2 separate regions of the Urocitellus parryii genome follow, and region 2 is linked to region 1. A link is a contact called in public Hi-C data. All regions are on one chromosome and are shown on one strand. Each heading gives the region's core, a stretch centred on a gene start, on an enhancer-like site or on the middle of the called end of the contact. The rest is flanking DNA. Distances are from core to core; before and after follow the strand shown.

Region 1 (2,700 bases), core at 137-2,636:
TGGCCCTCTTTTACTCTGAGAAGCAAATCAGCCCCTTAGAGAGTTATTCTCTGTCTTAATTGCCTCGGTAAAATTGCTCCACCGACATTTTAGAATTTTTAGTAGTGAAGCAAGTACGTAGATAAAATGGATTAACATTTTAATCCATTTTTTTGCCAAATTCCCATTATTTGATGGAGTCATGATTCAGAGTATAAATTCAACAAACTCCAGTAAAAACTATGGCGATTAACCTCTCTGAGCCTTGATTTCTTCATCTTGTACATGGGAAAAATGCATTTGTCTAATATTACCTGATGGCATCGCTGTGAGAGGACGAACTGCTCTGTAAACCCGCTAAATCAAACATTGCCGGTTACAGCACGACAGTTTGGTCGCATCCCAATTACCCCTCGCACATCTCGTTACCGACCTCTGAACAATACTTAACATCTTGGAGATACGGCGCGGCAAGTTCTAGTCACACCTTTGCGGTAACACGCCACCGAGACGCCAGGATCTGGAAATCTTAAATTGCGCTACTGCAATAGCTGGGTCTAAATCACTCCACAACAATACCAGGGGTCTGGAAATCAAATCCAGCAGGGCAATACTGGGGTCTAGAAACCCCAAGTCACAAGCCAGTGAGGGTAGGGTCTAAAAATCCTAAATCACAACTGGGCATTATCAGGATCGCGAAATCATAAGTCACGCCACAGCAATGACTAGATCTGGAAATCCTAAATCACACCACGTCAATGGTGGGGTCTTAAAAATCGTAAACCACACGAGTGATTCCAGGATGTAAAGATCATAAGTCACACTACAAAGATGACCGGATCTAAAAATCCTAATTCGCAGCAAGGCGATACCGGGGGTCTGGAGATCATACATCATATTGGGGTGAGCCCATGGTCTAAAAATCTCAAACCTTAACTGGGCGACCCCGGGGTTTAAAAATAAGCCAGAGACCCCAAATTTGAAACATTCTACGGCTGACCGAAGTGACCCCACTAACACCAAGGAGACAGAACGGTGGCCGGCTGGGTGGGGTTTTCTTTACAAGGCAGCTGGGCACTGCCAGGCAGAGTCCCCAGCATCGGCCGGCACCCGAGACTAGGATCAGCCGGCCACACCCCCACGCGCCCTCCACCGCAGCCCGCACGCACCCACCTGCGGAGGCGATCTCGGCGCACCATGGCCGCGTTATCCCATGCCGCCCGCCGCAGGGTTGCAGAGCACTGGGCGCGCTGAGGCGCCTGCAGCTGTGCAAGGTCGGTGGCGGCAGGAACGCTGCCCACCGCCGGCACACGGCAGCCGGCAGCGGCGGCAATGAGCGGCTACTTGGGCGATGCGGCACTGCTCCGGCTGGCGAGGCGCGGCTGCCGCAGAGGAGGTGCCCGGGCTGCCGCCGCCTGCCAGGAGGCGCTGAGAAGTGCTGGTGGCCGCAGCAGTGCCGAGCGAGCGGGCACCGACTTTTAGAGCCCACCCGCGCCCCGCCCCTGGACCGCCCACCACACCGCAGCGCCCCTCCCGAGCGCGCCAGCCGCAGAGCCCCTCCCAGCAGCCCTGCCACCGCCGCAGTGGTGGGGTGCCCCCCTCACGCGCCTTCAGAAGTGTAGATCGCCCCCAGCATCCCACCGCTTCCTTGCAGACCCCCAAACCCTGAGTTCGTGATTCTGCTGCAGAACCCTTCCTTGGAAGTTAAGGCCTGAGGCAAAGATGGCAGACCCCTGAGACCCCAAAACTCCCCTAACAGTAACCACAGGCCCCAGCCCTAGAGGGTGGCCGATTGACCTAAAGGAGAACAGGGCTGTGGTCCTTGCCGCGGCGCCTGTTTGCATTCAATGCCCAAAGTGTGGATGCCAAATCCTATGAGTGCCCATGTCCGAAAGAGCGGACCGCGAGCACCCAACATCTCCCAAGTCTCTAAGTATGGGTAATGACCAAGGGAACCATAAGCTCTGTGGGACTCTCCAGGTTAGGGGGAACATATAGGATGGCTGCTACGGAGCAAAGCAGGCCAAAGTTGCACAAAGTGTGGTTTCCTTCGGGCAACCGCAGCAGTGCGGGACACGTTTCCTCTACAGCAGTGCGACGTGGTTGGCATGCCGGAGGCCACCGCAGCGCAGATTCCGCGCGCGGCACTGGACCTGCCACACAATCAGGGCAGCAAGACCCCCTTTATGTGCAGCAAATCATAATGCAGAGACACCAAAGGTGCAGGAAAGAGGAAAGGGATTTTCTTTAACCCATAGTCCTTTAAAAGGCATTTATTACACCTTTGAAAAGAGAAGTGTCGAGCATCAGAGTATCTACATACATTTTCTGTCTATAAATTGAAATTTTGATGGCCGCGATCAGGCTGAGCGTTAACAAGTGAGGCAGCATCCCAGAGCCGGCCGGTCCAGCGGGGGCGCTGCAGACCTCTGTTCCGCACTGGGCAGAAGCCTTTCCAATACTTCGCGGAGTCTTAGGCCAGCAGTGCAGACAGCACCACTCGGCAAAAGTCTGGCCACAGGGCTAGCCGAGGCTGCCGGTATCTAATCGCACCAGGAGCCTAGGGCCACCCACCAGACTCTGTAGACGCCAGCCTTAGGAACATGTCATCAGAACGTGTGGCGCATAGAGGGTATACCAAGGTCTGATTAAGAGGGGCATGAAACAAATGCTTGTTTTAGCACGTAGCACTAAGAGCCGGGTACAAAATAAATGAGAAAG
Region 2 (2,700 bases), core at 82-2,581, 350 kb after region 1:
AACAAATAAAAAAACCATCATGTTCTCAAAACTCATCAGCAAAACAAACATATCACTGATATAATAAATTTCAACATGATTCACAAAAAAACATGGTGAATGATTAACAACATCATTCCTAACAGTTCTCTTGGTAAAAATAAGCTTGCCCGATATCACATTTGACAGTCTGTGATTATTCAATTCCATACCTTCTTACTATTATGCGGAATACTCTCTTACAAATGGATCTCTTTAAAACTGTCTACACACATGCAATAACTTGAACTGGTTTTGTTTTTTAAGACATTTCAATTCAAAGATAAGGCACTACAGGCCAGAACGCGAAATTATTGTATTGGGTACATTTTTCCAATTCTCAGTTGTTTTTATACCATAGACAAAGCAAAATTTTGTCACCAAGTATATTCTCGATTTTCGTTTTCCTCCTTTAAAATCTACACACTATTATCCGTTCTATCTCTGGGCATTTCAAAATATTAAGAATTCAACTAGTTTTCCCTAATCCCCTTGGTTCTCTTTCCCATACATTCCCTAGACAACAAGCCCCCTCCCGCCCCCACCACACATATACTCTTTTCTTCTGTTTCAGATACCCAACTCTTACACACATGGGTGGTTTTTTGTTTTGTGTGTGAGTGTGTGTGTAACAAAACCGCTCCTTGGAATGCTCTTCCGTCTCTTTTCCTTAATTAACACTCTTTTTTGACATAATATTCCACAGCTAGGCGCCAAAGTCTTTCTTTCACAAGATCAAACTGCGGAAGGGGAAGAGATTGGGAACCGAGTAAGCGAAACATTTGGGAATGTCAACGAGACAGTGATCTCTCTTTGGGAAGGAGACAGAACTCTCCGCAGAAAGCTTTCGACAGGGCAAAAAATACTTTTCTTCGTGGTGCTCCGGTTCCCTCCCTGACCTCAAAGACACCTTTGCTTTTCTTTGATTCCCATTCTCTCTGCTTTGCGTGGGGGCCTCCCTTTCCTTTTCCCAAGGAAAAGAAAGCCGGGGAGAAAAGACAAGGGAGCAGTCACCTTCCCGCGGCACCCGCAAGCTGTCACGACCCAGTCCCACGACTCACCTGGCAGGTGCGGCCGCCCGGAGAGTTGCACGAAGCGGTTGAGCTGGCCAGTCCCCCGACCCCCGCTGCCCCCACTGCCCCCGCCGGCCCCGCTACCTCCGCCGCCACCGCCGACCGCTCCTCCTCCCCTCCGGCGGTTCCTGTCCCATCCCTGGGCGGCCGACATGACCCGCTAACGACTGCCGCAGCCTGGTCCCGGCAGTCCCTGACCCGGCGGCACCAGCGGAGCCTTCTTCCTGGGCTCCTCAAGAGACCGGGGAGACAGGGAAAGGGGGAGCGCCCGGTCTCACCAGGGACCAATGACTAACGACCTTGGTGACAGAGCGCCAATGGGTAGTCGTCTTCTTGGTAGGTGGAGGGAGGCGGAGAGAGACGTGGTAACCATAGCTATGGCTAAAAAAAAAGTGTGGGGAGAGAAAGACAGAAGCAGCCACTTATCAATCGCATCCACCGCGCTGAGCAAGCCCGCGTAGCCTCGACTCCTGCGGGTCAGGCGGGCCAATCGAAGCCCGAATGAACGAGGCCACGCCTGCCGAAAGACTCCCGGAGACCGCTGTACTCCAGGAGTACATGTTTAGGACTCGGGAACTCTTGGCCATAAACCTTGCATTCAGAAGCAGGCAATGCACATAATGCACATATTTGTGGGCGATACACTTTTGCTGCCAGGTTTTCAGATGAAGAGTCCATCCCTTGACTGTTGGCACACACAAAGGGCTCGCTGGGGAAGGGAGGAAAACTCAGGGCGGAGTCGAAGCTTGAATGTAAAAACGAGATATTCCTGGGTTTCATCGTTTGCCTTGTCTTTCCGTGGGACTAGCTGAACTAATCCCGATATAAGCCACATCCCAAGCAAACAGCTTTAAACCTTTTAACAAACATGGGAAAATGTTTAGTCTTACCAGTAATGATAGAAACAATTAAAACCCTGATGAGAAACATGTTCTGGTTTATCACATTGGAAAGGCTTTTTGAAATGACACCCGGCGGTCTGTGCCAAGAAAAAGATATCCTCATAGATGACTGATGGCCATGTAAATGTTTTTGTTCAATCAACCCCTTCTTGCTCGCAGAAAATGTTAATCGGCTTAGAATGTGTACAATAAGAATTAGAATGTGAAATAAATGACAGGAACAGGTACGGATGACCAAGATCGAAGATAGATGTAGATAAGCAGATCAGAAATTCCTATTGTTCCAAAATTGAACAGAAAATTTGGCTTTGAATTTAGGGGGCGCAATTCCAAGTGGGAAAACACAGACCGATGTTTCCAGTAAGGAAAAAGCATATAAATTCCTTAAGGCAAACAAAACTTTTTGAGGTTCTTGGATCTGATGGATTTTTCTCCCGTGGTGTTTCACATCAGGAAACCTTACGTGTGGCAAAGAAAAAGGGAGAAACTCTGCCCAAGCTGAGGGCAAATACCCTTACACCCTGATATACAAGTTTTAGATCGCCACCTTCAGGCGTCGAGTGGTTACTTTCCTACGTTCAGTGTCTGCAGGAAAGAGAGGTACTGTAGCCATTAAGTTACCATGAACACTTCCCCATAGAACGGTTTAGGAAAATGTTTGAGACCTGAAAGAAATAGACCTATGGCTCTAAGATAGGAAAACCAAA

The links. Hi-C and Micro-C count contacts between places; a contact is called where the count stands out from the background.
Region 2: a Hi-C map of muscle shows a contact between it and region 1, with 5 times the contacts expected there. The contact joins the promoter of Klhdc10 here to the promoter of Mest in region 1. A contact is called at or near these places in 2 of 2 Hi-C or Micro-C datasets (liver and muscle).

Annotation. Positions count from the first base shown.
Region 1 is chr3:22,645,448-22,648,147 of mUroPar1.hap1, forward strand. It overlaps Mest (mesoderm specific transcript), which reads right to left and starts at 1,387. Exons shown (of 12, transcript XM_026392779.2): 1 at 1,153-1,387. The coding sequence starts at 1,178.
Region 2 is chr3:22,992,751-22,995,450 of mUroPar1.hap1, forward strand. It overlaps Klhdc10 (kelch domain containing 10), which reads right to left and starts at 1,332. Exons shown (of 10, transcript XM_026392783.2): 1 at 1,080-1,332. The coding sequence starts at 1,245.